3 separate regions of the Mus musculus genome follow, and regions 2 and 3 are each linked to region 1. Evidence: chromatin contacts called from public HiChIP or PLAC-seq and capture Hi-C data. All regions are on one chromosome and are shown on one strand. The core of a region is the stretch at or near the end of the contact, and the rest is flanking DNA. Distances in the headings are between cores, read along the strand shown.

Region 1 (4,932 bases), core at 1,528-4,027:
CTGTAGATTTTCTAAGCCCAGTATCTATGATGGCTGTTGCATCTCTTTTGAGAGATTTTGACTTCTTCTCTTTCTTTCGTGCTTTTATCTTACAAGGATCTGCTACCGAGAGATGTCCAAGTTGAAGATCATGTAATAGGTGGTCCTGTAAGGCAACTGCAGTGACTGCTAAGTTACCTTTGTTAGATGAACGATCCTAAAAACATGGGAGTAGGAGGTCTTATTTAGTGGACCAGCATGTAACACCATTTAGAAGAAAACGGAGGCCTTGTTGTTCCCTGGTGGCAGATCACCAAGTCAGTGGGAAGGAATGTCAGAGCAGTACCTAAGCAGAGCAAATCCCAGGCCCAACATCTATGGTAGAAATAAAGGGCAATCTTTCCAATTAGTTACTGGAGCCTTAATTATAAACCAATAAGTTCAAACCTGTGGGTGCTTAACTAAGACCCTGCTGTTTTGCTGTAACTAAATTAGACTCCAGGCAAACCTTAAAAGGAATCTTGCTCTTAAGTATAAGCTCTCTGGTGAAAACTTAAACATTTCTTGCAGGACCAGGTCCCTGAGCCAGGAGATGTGTGCAAGCAGCACCCTGAGACTGTCTGTTACCCATATCACATGCACCTCCCACTTCTGCTCACAGTTTCCCCAAGATCACAAGGTTTGTAAACTATTTTTATACCTGCAGAAAGTCCAGCTAGGCTACCCCCTGTAAATAAAAGCATGGGTCTGTTCTCAGGAGGATGGAGTACCTTATTTCTTAGCATGCTGTATCAGGAATCAGGAAACACTGTGGTGTGGCTTTAACGATCTCTAACATCACGTTACGATAACTTCCATTCTTCTGCTGTAACAGAAAGTAAGAGTGCATGTAAACATCCAAGTCTACGAGGGCTCTGGGGATGGTAAAAGGAATGCCAGCCACAGAGCAGCGTGAGCTGCCCTGTCTAATTTACATAGTCCTAACCCAATCCAGCCCTGTCCTCAAAGAGCTTACCATGGTACTAGAAAGAACAATCTAGAAGCAAAACCAGAGTCTTAGAGCAAAGTCTTAGACCAAAGTGAGACACTAAGTAAATAAACAACCCTTGAAGACAACATTTAGCCCAAGTCTTAAAGAGAGAAATGTGTGTGCTAGATGGCAGGAGCAAGAGCAGAGATGCCCAGGAAAGCAGCATGCTGTTTGTGTTTTGGCAAGAAGGGAAACAATGAAGAAGATGGGTGTATGGCACATGCCGACTGCCTTCAACCTGGCCAACACACAGGCGGACAGAATATGGGGGACAGATACCGAGTCCCAATCTGCTTTCTACTTTTTTTGGGCAAGCGACTTAAGCATCTCTGGCTTAGTTTTGCATTTATAAAAAAAAAAAAACCACAAAAATGCTGACATTGCAGGATTATTATATTAAGAGAAAACCTCCTTAAGGGCTTCCAAGGGACTGTTCTGCATAAGATACTCATAAATGGTGACTGTTGCTCCAATTCCCTTAAAAATGAGGGGACAGACTGGGTATTAACCCTTCTAGTTTTGGGACCAGGCTGTCCATAATATTCTACAGTGGAGAGAAAAAGCACCTTTTAAAAAGCAACCTAAGGGAATAGTATCAAGGAGCTAACTTTCAGAAAGGTGCTCACAGAGCAGCTTAGGCATTCATGCATACATGGGGCCCTGGGTTCTAACCCCAGCACTGCAACACACACTTGAAAAGATTACAGGAAAGTAAGTCCCATAGGAACTAATGTGTGAGACACCTGATTTAAGACAAAGAACCAGCAGCTGTTCAGACCCTTCAGAAGCCTAGGGCAGTTTTCAATGTGCTCACGTTCCCCTTACTTCTCAGTGCTGGCATGGAGATCTATGAGAGAAGTTTGTATGCAGTATTCCTTACCGTGGCCTTGGCTGGAGGAAGGCATGTAAAATACTAAAGGGTCACTGTTATTATTTTCCAAATTCAAAATGCCTGTAATTTGGCAACGCCAAATATGCATCATAAAAAAGTTCACTTTTTCAACAAGATTCATACCATCAGTAACCATAGGTAGCTACTTAGTCTACAATTTCACCAGGTTTTTATTGTACCGTTGTAACTAACATCAAGGTAAGAGCGTTAAAAATTGCCTTACCATAGTCCCATAGTATTAGCAAACTGACAATTGAAAGGATAACGAAACGTGTCAGATGTAGTCCAACTGTATGAGAAAACATAGAGAAGAGGTGACCCGTTAGTTTAGCAACAGGTGAGAAATACACAACCTCTGCCTGGCACTGACAGCCACAACAGCAAACTGCCTGTTTGTAATTAGCTTGCGCACGGTTAGGAGGCTGTGCTAGGTAGGAAAACACAGGACTAGGCGACAAGACATTTAATCACCAATTGTTTTCAGTGATCAGAAGGCAATTAATAAACGCGTCAATAGAAATGCACTGGAGAGATGGCATATAAATTTAAAATACGCCCCCAGAGACAAGAGAAGTCGTTGGAAATCTGGTCCGTGAGGTCCCTCGTTATATCACAGCCTTGTGCAGCGCAGGCAGGATCCGCGGACCGACCACAGCGACCCGGACCTCCCGCCCCAACACTACCCCGCGTTCGGCTCTCGCTCCCTTCTCTGCACCAGAGCTTTATACTTCAGACAGCGCTGCGGGACAAACTCACAACGGCCTTTCCTGTCCCTCAGCTGCACCTTTTCTGAACGGCTCCTCGTTGCCACGGCAACCAGCGGCCTCTGCGCTTCTAGGTGCGCACGCCCGCCGGCCGGCTCCGCCTGGCTCTCAGTGCGCATGCTCGCAGGTCCCCCCTCCTCCCCCCCCCCCCCCCCCCGCAGTCTGGCCAGACATCCCCCAACCCCCTTCATCTCACCTGCTGCGAGCGGCTGGCTCCGCCCGCGCTTACATCATGGCTCCGCCCCTCGCGTATCGTCAGCGTCCGGCGCTGGTGCGGTTACGTCGTCGTGAGGCGCGCGTCCTAGGCGCGTGGAGTGGCGTGCACGGGCTCTCCCGTCTCTTCCTCGGACGTGTGGTTTTTGAATGGCGTCCTTTCCGCTGCCCTCCAGCCAGGCTGCGTGATGCGTCCCGAGGATGCGCTGACCCGTGCGGCTCTTTGGAGTGCGCTTTCTGCTGTCCCCTCAGTCGAAAGACTTGATAACGGCCCCTCGACTGTTTTGCGAGCTGTGTGGCGTCGCCATCCGCCCTCCTACTGTTGTCACGATTGTGTCTTGGCTCCCGGTATCGTGTGGCCTGTTGTGTGTTGCGGGATGCAGGCCTTTTCACGTTCGCCCCTTCTAGTGGCTCCTTCCAAGATCTAGGGTCTCAAGGCTTCTCTGAAGGTGAGGGTGGAGAGAGGTGTCCTTGCGGCTCCTGGCCTTCTGCACTCTGAGACATTGCCTCCTACCCCTCTTAAGTCTGCATCCCCGCGCTGTCCTTTGAACCAGGCTTGATTCCCTGGGGTCCTTTAAAAGTCTTTCACTTCTTGGTGCCAAGCAGAAATATTGTATTGATTTTTCTCCTGCCTGGAATGCCTTTTTGTACTTTAATTGTACATAATTCACCTGGAAGTGCAAAGAAAACACAAGAAGGCGAGATCCTCCATAAAGTAAAGTCTACAGAAGTTACCGAGCTGGAAGATTGGTATTCTGTCACTAAGAAGTCCCAAAAGTCATTATAAATCTGGTACACATGATAAGTCTCTGGAACAATATAATTTTAAACTCCACTTAAAAGTTACAGATTTTTTTCTTGGCAATGAACTTTCTGGATTGGCTCTTACTACTTGAAGCTTGTAGAAGCAGATTAATAGCAGGCCAACTGTTTTAAAAGTCAAATTCACAATGAGTTAGTTATGAATTTTCACATGCTAGTTCAGGTGCTTTCAAGAAGTAGTATAATCTTAGCTTTTGTTTCAGTGAGTGATGCTTTTAGGAGAGCAGTAGGCCCACCTTTGTGCTCTCCTAAGACTGGTTTTTATTGAAGCCTAAGAGGGTAAAGCTTTTGGATGCCATTAGCTAGACCTGAGTTTAAACCTACATTTAACTCTTTGGATGTCTGAATTTTAACAAGTTGCTTTATTGTCCTGAGTTATGGGCTTCTTATTTTCAAAGGGGCCTTGTTGCATCCTGTCATTGGACATCTATTAATTACCCCAACAGTAGTCCTGGTCATTATTCTGTGACTGAATATGTGGCCAATCTAAACTAGTTGGAAACTCTGATACTATGATGAACCATCATGATATTATACGATGGGGGCTGGGGGGCTGGCCTAGCTGGGCTAGTCACAGGAACTCAAGTGAGTTTTTATTGGGGGGAGCACTGGAAAATTCCTTTAATTCTTCCTACTGAATGTGGGAACAAGAAAAGACACGAAACTGCAGCTGCATCTGCTCCATTAGCATCATAGGGTAAGAGCCTGAAGGTGTGGAGCTACCAGGTGAACCTTAGAAGATTATACAGGAAATGGCAGAACTGGGATTTGGACACAGTCCAAGATGGGTGATGTAGTTTGAGCCCTGGAGCTAGCCCAGCTCTTGGTCTTTTCATCTATTGTGGGTCTAGTTTTCTGTTACTTTGAGCAAAAAGAAATTCAATGAAAATAGGGATTCTGTTACCACAACTTAGGGTTGTGATGAAGTTAAAACATGATACTGTATGTGAATTGCTTTGGACAATGCCTACTAATTCTGTCTTGAGGTATTTCTCTCCAACTTTATAAAGTTATAAAAAATAAAAATCCCATTTAAAAATTCCCCACCTTATCCAAGTATTTAACTCATGATGTTTTGCTATCTAAAATAGGTTGGCCAGGAGATATGCTGCATCCTCCGATTTTGAAGACTAGTGGTTTGATTTTCAAAATATTTTTTAAAATTTTCTTTTGAGTCCAGTAACATAGTCCTATATCCTGGCCAGTGCAGGTACTGGTAAAGGATTGCTGGT
Region 2 (4,932 bases), core at 853-3,352, 1.4 Mb after region 1:
AACCTTCTACTGCTGCCAATTATTTTCTGATCCGCAAATGGAGTCATGATATAAAGTTTAAGAAGCTAGGCTGCAGCCTATACATTTAAATTGAACTTAGTAATACCTAACTTGGGCTGGAGAGGTGGCTCAGTGGTTAAGAGCACCGACTGCTCTTCCATAGGCCCTGAGTTCAATTCCCAGCAACCACATGGTGCCTCACAACTATTTCTAAGGGAGTCTGATGCCCTCTTCTGGTGTGTCTGAAGAAAGCAATGGTGGTGTAATCATATACATAAAATAAATAAATCTTTTTAAAAAAATACCTAACTTTACTGGGTGTGTAGTCACCTAAACAGAACAACTAAATGAAAACACTGTATACTTATCCAAATGTATTTTTAGTTTATTAAAGATTTTTTAGTTCGTTTGCCTGCATAATTTGTATGTGTAGGGCTTCAGAACTCTTGTAACTGGAGGTGCAGACAGCTGGAAGTTCTCATACACATACATCATTCATACATAGAAACACACATGCACACACACTCTACTGACTTCCAAAGCGCCATAAGAAAATACTATCTCAATCATCTCCTTTGGTTTCTCATGGCAGAGGGGACTGTACTCCCATTACTGTGTTTTCTAGTTTCACATTCACTTTTTGCCTGTGCTTGTAGTACCCAGTGCTTGTAATAGTCTCAGACACCAGAAGGGTATTGGAGCTCCTGGAACTGAAGTTATAGGTGGCTGTGAACATCCGTGTGGATGTCAGGAATCAAATCTGGGTCCTTTGCTAGAGCAGTAAATGATCCTAATTGCCAAGCCATTTGTTTTTAACCTAACTGAACTCAGTTTATCCAACTTAAACAGGGTGCTTATTTTCTGATCGCTGTAAAACAAAATGGCTCTGCTCTGAGTTCGTTTGAGACTATAAGAACATCAACACCCGGGGGGGAGGGGGGGGCGCTGGGGAGATGGCTCAGCGGTTAAGAGCACTGACTGCTCTTCCAAAGGCCGAGTTCAAATCCCAGAAACCACAAGGTACAAGGTGGCTCACAACCATCAGTAATGAGATCTGATGCCCTCTTCTGATGTGTCTACAGTGTACGTACATATTATAATAATAAATACATCTTAAAAAAAAAAAAGAACAACACTCTATCTGCATGAAGGTCACAGAAAACACAAAACTTGATTAAAGAGCAGTATCACGAGTTGCGGGACTTGTCATTCTGCGAGCGCCCCACAGCAGTTTCAGCTTGTCATTGTTTCCTGTAACTTTACACATCCATATTTAATATAATTATCTGCTAAGATAATTTTTATAGATTTTGCTGTTTACCTTTAAAAACTATGTTGACCGAGGGTTGGACGGCTCAGCAGTTCAGAACACTTGGTTCTCTTGCAGCATCTCCAAATTTGGTTCCCAACACCCACGTGTCGTGTAACTTCAGTTCCAGGGGATCCTGAAGCCACCTTCTGACTGTTGTGGGCACCAGACACTCACAGGGTGCAGATACATACATGCAGGGAAAACTCCAATACACGTAGAAAAATGTACATTTATTTAGAGAGTGTGTGTGTAATGTGTGTACGTGTGTGCGCAACAGTGTGCTTGTGGAGGCCAGAGAACAACTTGCTGGAGCCGGTTCTTGCTTGCCATCACGTGTGTCCCAGGGATCGAACTCAGATTGGCGGCAGATGTCTGCCTGCTGAGCTATGTCGCCGGCTCCTACTTTGCTCTTAACCTGCCTCATCGAAGATCAGTTCCCCGCCAACTACCTCAGTAGATGCGGAAGGGGCAGACGAAGGAAAGTAACCATTAGCCAGGGTCTGCCTGACTCTGGGCCGGATCGCGTGCTGTCCAACAGCAGCGCTGGCGACAGCTGAAGAGCGAACGCTGGATTGTTCAGGTCCCCTTCCGTGCCGAGGCTCCGCCTCCTTGGCGCATGCGCTGTCAGGTGGCCGCACGGGGTGACGGGAGTCCCGCCCAGGACCCGCCCCCTGGCTAGTCCACTGCGGCCATGTGAGGGAAATAGTCTCTCTGTGTCCTCGGTTCTCGGTCGTGAAAACTCGGCCGGGACAAGGCTGCCATGTGCCGTACGAACTATTGTAGACCATCAGCACTGATGCCCGAAGCGGTGGTGTAAGGAGCGCTGTGCGGCGCGCAAGGCGGGAGGGTCCCACATACTCCCCTGCCGAGCTGGTGTGGTGGTACGTGCCTCAGGGCGCGCACGGCTCCCGCGCTCCGGGCCTCGGACGGGCGGGGGCGCGGGTCCGAGTGCAGCTGCGGCTGCGGGCCGGGCTGTGCCGCCGGGCAGTAGGCAGAGCTACGACGCTGGGCGCGGCGGGCCGGGTGACGCGGGGCCGGGCGCCGCCGCGCCGCCGCGATCATGTCGGAGCCGGCGCCCGAAGTTCCAGAGGAGCTATTCCGCGAGGTCAAGTACTACGCGGTGGGCGACATCGACCCGCAGGTACCGCCCGCGCGGGGCCCCTCTGCCGGGCCATTCCCCCCGCACGCCCCCGCCTCGTCGCGCGCGCGCCCTGCAGGACCCCAGGCCGGAGCCGCGGGGCACGCCGGGCAGCGAAGGGCCGCGGGAAGGGCCTCGCGAGCACCGACCTAGCGCAGCGGCCGGCCGAGCATCTTGCCGGGGCCCTGCTGAGCGTGTCCCTTGCCAAGGGGCCTGTCCTCCCGGCCCCTGATTTTTCCCTTAGGGTGGATTGTACGGTAGGTATGGAAGGTACCCTTGCTTACACGGTCACCGTGATTCGTGCGTGTGATCGTGGGTCTGAATCCATCCACAGGACAGTGGCTGTGATCGTGGTATCTTCAGGACAGTGCCCCAAACATTTCTTTTCTAAACTATGCTTACAGTTGTGTCGCCTTCGGTGTCTGGTAATGTAAGCTAAACGGGTCCTAAGGAAGGAATTGTCCAAGAGCCACTGAGCTTGGCTTTCCAGAGACTCATACTTGTATCCTAGTAACCAAAGTCCGTTGGGTCTTCGGTTGTGTGATCAGTGATTGTAGCTGACTTTTTCTAGTACCGATCACCCCACTACTACCACCACATTTCTTCTTTTACCCTTTCTTGTTCTTCGTTTTAGGACTTTTGCTCTTATAAGGGCCTTGGACTAAATGTCACTTAAAACCAAGAACACATTGAGCTGCGCTGTTTGCCCAACTATGTGTGAAATCTGAGTGCTTTAAAAAAATCCCCCTTGTAAGCCCTTGTATTCTGAAATAGTGCCTTCTTTAAAAGGTTTAGAGCCAGGGCACCCATTCTTTAAGTTTTGTAATACAGATTGAGGAAGCTCACAGGTGGTGAGCACCCCAGTACAGTCTGGGCATCGGGCCTGGTACACGGAGTGCCGTAGAAGAGTGCCCTTGAATACTGAGTCCTACAAATACAACAGGTGGAGGTGCTGGAGGTGTTGAGTGTTAAACGGATATTGAGTCCAAGAAGTTGTTTGTGTGGAGTGCGTGTGCTAGGCATTAAAGGCATTTGTGTATACTTGGCCCGAGTCCTGACGGTCACTGGGCATAGTTACAGTGTGGCTCCTGTGAGATGGAATTAGTAATGCGCAGTTTGAGGAGGTTTGAGTGTCCTTGCGAATACAGAGAAAAGATGGACAGCGCAGTCAGACTTGTTTCTGGAAATTTGTCATGAAGAGAAAGCCCTGGGACCTGAGAAGGCGAGGCCAGGGAGGGCTTGCTGTGTTCATGTTTCTGAGTGATGCGAGGCTAAAGCCGGTGGATGAAGTCTGTGTATGAAGGTAAAGTTACTTGGTCCAGGGAAGCCAGCTCGTGGCTGGGGACTGTCGGTTTTCCATGCAGTGGGTACAGACCTCCTCGGCTGCTCCAGTTCTGAGATGGTGCTTGCAGACTATTCGAGACTGCATTGCTTTCAGCTCTTCCTTGACTCCGGCCTGCACACCACTGTCAAGTTGTTCTCCTCTGATGCCTGGTGGCTGCCTCGTTGACTCTCAGAACTTTGACTCCCATCTGCAATAGGTTATCTCTGGAGAGCCACATTCCTCTCTCAATGTGACCGAGAGACTCTCACCAGATCACACAGGACCAAAAGTAGTGTGCCCACACTGAAACCCAGCAGTGCCTCTTCCTCTCTCTGCTTCCAGTCAATCCCTCCGAGAGATGCCCGCATTTCCATTTCGGCTTTTCTGCTGTGCTTACACCTTGTCTAGTTACTGTGTGATTAATTCTATTCCATTCTGTTTGCTGCTGACATTTCTCTAGTGACCTGCCTCTTCCAGTAGTGAGAGTGGTCACAGTTGTGTCTTAACAAGTACTCCCATGTTGATGTCCATCTGTAAGATCTGGTGGTGCTATCTTCATTTGCGATATCCTTCCCTGACTTAAGGAAAGACTGCTATGCATAGCACTAAAGACTACACTGACCATGACTTGCTGCAGGCCAGTGTTAAGTAGGATAACAGAGCCCATAAACTTTAGTCGCCTGCCTTAACTTTGGGACTTGCTGACCATGGTTGGATCTGAGTTCCCCCGCTAGGCCCTACCTTGGTATATATATTTTGTTTGATGAACATCTATAAGTTAGGATTCTCCTGGTGGGTCTCTGCTTCTAGAAACTTCCTAACAATAGTGGAACCAGTCCTCAGCCTTTGGGTTGGATACCTGGAACAGGTACTCTATAGAACTCAGCAGGTGCTGGTGTATGCTGTCTGTCTGGTGTATGCAGATGGCTATTAACTGGCCACCCCATCTCTGTGACAACTGTGAATCAGGGTTGCTGCATTTTATTGACTTTTCCACTCAGGAAAAGGACAGGGTATGTTTTTATTAAATGTTCCATTATAGTTAACAACTTATTTGAACAGTACTTTGTTATTAATTGTCCTGTTGGTTGTTTCCTTAGGTTATTCAGCTCCTTAAAGCTGGGAAAGCCAAGGAAGTCTCCTACAATGCCCTGGCCT
Region 3 (4,932 bases), core at 1,785-4,284, 1.4 Mb after region 1:
CCCTCCGCCCTGCTCCCCTACTCACCCACTCCCACTTCTTGGCCCTGGCATTCCCCTGTACTGGGGCATATAAAGTTTGCAATACCAAGGGGCCTCTCTTCCCAATGATGGGCCACTAGGTCATCTTCTGCTACATATGCAGCTAGAGAAATGAGCTCTGGGGGTACTGGTTAGTTCATATTGTTGTTCCTCCTATAGGGTTGCAGGGTTTTTGCTCAGAGTCAAGGACGATATTCAGCGACACCTCCCTCTGCTTGCTTGTCTCTGCTGAAGATCTCTGGGCCAGCCCTGGAAGGTTTTGGAGCGGCTCTCTGGATCCAGCGTGGAGCCTTGTGGCTTGTGTTGGCTCACTGGGTGTTGTGGCCTGGGAAGCCAGGGTCAAATGTACCCACACTTGGCTGGGCATTGAGTCTAAGCTGCATGTCTCTAAGAAAGACCTCCTTTTGAAGAAATTCTTCTAGCTGAGGTATATTTCTTCCCAGAGGTCATCAGGAACCATAAATACGTCCCCCACAAACATGTACTGAAGCAGTCTTTTTGTAATAATTTCTCTCCAGGACACCGACTCAGTCACAAACTCTCTGAAGTTATCATTTGTTACAATTATACCCCCAGTCTTGTCTGCTAAGTGTAGCAGGAACTTGTCCTCATGAGAAGCAATTCTTTGCCCAGAGATCACCCGGGCAGGAGTTAAAGATAATATCGCAAGCTCCCGGAGCTGGCTTAAGAAGTGCTGTTCTGTGACTTTAGAATCCTGATTTGTTCTCCACTGTGGAACAAACACAGTGATGTTTCTGTTGGCGAGCTTCCAAAAATATTCAACTATAATCACTATGCCGCAGCAACTAAAGAACTTTTTCAGACCATGAGAAATTGCAATATTACCGCTGCCTATCACAATATGCTTCAAATCTGCTCACCCTGGTTCATTTTTTTTTAATTTCAGCTTGTATGGTATTTTTAGGGTATCTTGAAATCTTTGAACCCCTGTGTGTGATGAATACATATGGTCAGAGAGAGGTTCCTGACAATTGTGCCTCAGTATCCGAAGTTAGCAGTTGGGTAGTGGCAACAGTGGAGAAAGTTGGGAAGTTGAAGAGAGCTAGCTACAAAAGCCAGAACGTTTTCATAGGCCGGCTTCATATTATTTGGAAGCAAAGTTTCTGCTTACTGTTGAAAACCATTTTGGGGCATTTGTTCTGAGGCAACCAGGAAAGCTAGTAGGGCTAGTTTCCTTTCCTCAGTTTCCTTAAGGGCCGGTGCAGTAGGTTTGGTAGCTGTCTGTCGTGATTCTCAGTTTTATTAGGTCCCATAGGTGCGCAATTAGGCACTTCCTGTTCTCTTTGTTCCTCTGTCTTTTGTCTCTCAAGCCTTTGCACTATCATAGTTATTTTTTCTTGTTGTACAGCTATTTTTGTTATTGCATGACTAGTTTTTCAATCTCTTTTGAGACTTTTTTCTTGTTGTATACTTATCTTTCCAACCTCTTTTTCAAGGAAATATATAAAGGTCACAATTGAAAGTAGGTAGGGGTTTACTCTGTCGATCACAGTTGCAGTAAGTGCCAGGATGGCTTTCTCAAGTATCATTTGTATCCTGTCAACTCTTTTGTTTTAAGGGATCTGAAATGGAGTGTTCCATGTGTAATGCAGGCAAAGTCTTGCAATACAGTTAAAATTGTCCTTTGTGCTGTTTTACTGTAATTCACCTGCTTTGTTCCTTGTTCTGGGAGGTAGGTCTCCTGAGTCTCCCGGCACCCAGCAGAACCTGAGTAAACAATGTTTCTCTCCAGACAACCCCTGGTGAATTTTATATGGGGCTTTCTGTCAGAGGACTCCTGTCCTCTGCTTCTTGCAATGTTGGTGGTATTTGTAGCCATTCACACTGGGGTTTTCTTCGAGACACTTGGGGCACCAGATATAAGCCAGATATACTAGATGTATTTTTTATTTGCCAGATGTAATTGTTGTCTCTGAGGCTTGCATTTGAATAAGTTCTGCTTCTCTCTGAACTCTGGCTGGCTGGGTCAACTCAGCTGGTACAACCTAAGTCCTCTCAGGAAGACTGACTCAATTTGGCCTCTCTAGAATTCTCAAGGGATTGCTTCCCTTGGCCTCAAATTAGAACATGGCAACATGTTCTAATCTTCTGGCTCCTTCTTATTTTCTGGCGTGAACTGTTTGCAGAATCACACAAAGGAGCTCAGTTGCCACCAATGCCCTCACCAAACGAACAACTCCACTCAACTAGACTGAACAGATCTCTCTCTCTCCTTGTGTTGCTCTTAAATAGTGTTTCTCCTGAGAGTTGGGTATGTCCTATCTCTGACACATTCAGTCAAAAAAATCAGAAAGTTCTGATTGGCCTCTTTGCCTCTCAATTTGATGTCATTGTTTGGGATTAAAAGTGTGTGCTATAGTCGGCCATCACTGGAAAGAGAGGCCCATTGGACACGCAAACTTTATATGCCCCAGTACAGGGGAACGCCAAGGCCAAAAAGGGGGAGTGGGTGGGTAGGGGAGTGGGGGTGGGTGGGTATGGGGGACTTTTGGTATAGCATTGGAAATGTAAATGAGCTAAATACCTAATAAAAAATGGAAAAAAAAAAGTGTGTGCTAAAGGATTCTAACCAGAGGGATTCAAAGTATGTACTAAGGGTGTGTCTGCATGACAATTGGATCACTCAGACCTAGAAGGTCCTTGGATGTGACCTTCAGAGCAGCCTTGTTGCTGGATTAAAATTCCTTTACAATCAGGGAGAGAGCAGTCCTTTGTTTATCCTACCTTGATGCCTGGCTTGCTGGGCAAAGCTGTTTAATGACCAAATTACACAGAAATCAGTTCCAATCCAATTAAATCAACTCTAGGCCGCTAAATACTGGAGGAGGAAGACAAAGACTTGAGTTCCACCATGCCCAAGGAAACTATGGGAAAAGATGCCAACAGATTTGTCCTCAGCCCCATGGTACATGCAGACCATAGACATACAGAGCTCTGTCACCCCCACACAGCACTGTTGCAGAAGGTGTTGTTTACTTGAAAAACCTGTTTCTAGTTGTGGTTGGCTCACTCTTACCACATACCTTTAATGCCTGGGTGCAGAATACAGACAGCTCTTTTTTTTTTTTTTTTTTTTGAGAATGTACAGGTGTTTTATTGCTCACCTCTCAGACAAAACACACTTCCAGCCACTTTCTTCCACAGATTGACAGTGTTTACATGTATATATATAGACGTGGAGAGTGACTCAGCCAGGCTTTTGTCTTCTGCAGCAATAATGAAGGGCCTCCTGCACTGAGCAGGACTCCATCTCACTTCGTAGTGCATGTCCATCACAAGAAAGGTCTCTTGCCTAAAGCAAGCTAACTTGTATCTGCTGAGCCTGTAGCATTAACTAGTGCGTGAAACAGATATCTGCTCGCCATTTCTTCTAGCGAATTTCAAGTAAAAACAAGGGTGAAGGAGGAACTTTTGTCTCGGATGGATAAGTGCCTACACTTAACTAACAAACTAAGTTTACAACTTAGTTTGCTTTTGTTGTTTTTATGGATTTTAGCCATGTTCATGGATTTTGGAGGAGCATATGGTACAGTATTCCACCAACAGGATAAGGCTACTGAATGTGCTATCTGCAAAAGAGTTCATGTAATAGGAACCAACCCAACAGGTCTACCAAAAAGAAAGGTGACAAAATCTCTCTGAATGCCCATCAGGGCAGAGCTATGCTCGGAAAGTAGACAGCAGAAGATAGTCTACAAAAAACACACATGGGTTGTTAATATGAGGAAAGTTTCCCAGCAGTAAATATTAAAAAAGTCTAGGCAAATCCTCATTTTCAAAATTTGCATATTGAAAATGTGAAAACTATTTTATTCAAGTAATTTCTTCAAAAACCATGTATGTTCCAACTGGAATAGTCTACTGGTCAACTAAAGGCAACTTAAATTGTGTTTAAAATTTGTTTCATAGAAAGAAGAGATATGTTTCTTAAATAAACAGTGTTATGTAAAACTGTTTAGTAATAAAGAGAGAAAGAATTGAATGAAAACCAGCAAATGGTTATCCTAAGCAGGAGTATGCCTACTACCTGTGGTCTTACATTCATTCCAAATAGATGTTGGATTCAGGATTCTGAAACTAAGTTTCTATTACTTGAGCTCTAGCAAAATATGAGTTTCTGTAGCCTCAACTAGTATAATGTCTTCCTTGTCCAAATCCAGAATGACTATACTGATAGCCTCCATGTTGGAAGTGCTGTTCAAACTGGCCCCTTTATGATAAGTCTGGCTCCCGCTTCCTCCCCAGCCTCCTCCCTGGCTTCTGCATCCTCCCTGATCCCCTCGACCACCTCTTCCCCCACAACCACTGCCTCATTCACCATGGTGCTCACCGTCTTGGAATCTATTGTCCTGCTGGATCCACCTCCCTGGTATCCATTTCCTGTATATGAAGATGTTTGGAAACCACCATAGCTACCTTGATAACCACCAGGCTGGAAGCCCACATCTCGGTAACCACCGTCCTGGTAACCACATCCACTTCCACCCCCTCCATCTGTCCAGCCTCCTTGATGCTTATTTCCTCTTCCTCCCCCTTGGCCACCAAGGTCATAGCCACCACATCCACCTCTCCCTCCTTGTTCATGACCTCCTTGTCCTCCATATGAGGAATGTCCTCTCCTCTCTCTTGTTCTCTCTTGTTATCTCTTCTTGTTCTCTTCGTCCATTGCCTTCTTGCTCCCTCTCTCTCCATTCCCTCCCCCCCTCTCTCCACTTATGGCCTGCCTCTACTTCTCTACTCTCTCCTTCTCGCTACCTTTCTCTGCTTGTACTACTCTCTTAATTCCTCTCCCCATGTCCTGAATAAACTCTATTCTATATTATACCATACCATCATGTGGCAGGGGGAGGGGATGCCTTGGCATGGGACCAC

Evidence for each region. HiChIP or PLAC-seq counts read pairs in DNA pulled down with a chosen protein or histone mark. Capture Hi-C pulls out chosen DNA fragments and counts their contacts.
Region 2: a contact with region 1 is called in a capture Hi-C map of embryonic stem cells, with 6 times the contacts expected there. The contact joins the promoter of Paxip1 here to the promoter of Rnf32 in region 1. A contact is called at or near these places in 6 of 39 promoter capture datasets (the 3T3-L1 cell line, cranial neural crest, embryonic stem cells and 3 more), 3 of 484 Hi-C or Micro-C datasets (CD4 T cells, Th1 cells and rod photoreceptor), 6 of 115 datasets of contacts at active chromatin or transcription factors (T-cell acute lymphoblastic leukemia, differentiating embryonic stem cells, embryonic stem cells and 2 more) and 1 of 9 other capture datasets (embryonic stem cells).
Region 3: an H3K27ac HiChIP or PLAC-seq map of embryonic stem cells shows a contact between it and region 1, with 5 times the contacts expected there. The contact joins the enhancer-like site here to the promoter of Rnf32 in region 1. A contact is called at or near these places in 1 of 39 promoter capture datasets (hippocampal neurons), 2 of 115 datasets of contacts at active chromatin or transcription factors (embryonic stem cells and epiblast stem cells) and 1 of 9 other capture datasets (adipose tissue).

Annotation. Positions count from the first base shown.
Region 1 is chr5:29,193,838-29,198,769 of GRCm38.p6, reverse strand. Rnf32 (ring finger protein 32) reads right to left here and starts at 2,777. Exons shown (of 10, transcript NM_001289757.1): 1 at 2,658-2,777; 2 at 2,125-2,190; 3 at 750-844; 4 at 1-196. The coding sequence starts at 764.
Region 2 is chr5:27,788,720-27,793,651 of GRCm38.p6, reverse strand. It overlaps Paxip1 (PAX interacting (with transcription-activation domain) protein 1), which reads left to right and starts at 2,102. Exons shown (of 21, transcript NM_018878.3): 1 at 2,102-2,453; 2 at 4,875-4,932. The coding sequence starts at 2,373.
Region 3 is chr5:27,817,228-27,822,159 of GRCm38.p6, reverse strand. It overlaps the pseudogene Gm20239. Among named protein-coding and RNA genes, the nearest start is that of Htr5a, 22 kb to the left of the region's middle. Within about 2 kb of position 3,034, at least 13 of the 459 cell types and tissues checked have an H3K27ac peak or open chromatin away from gene starts, as enhancers often do. A contact at or near this core is called in embryonic stem cells, where this site is marked.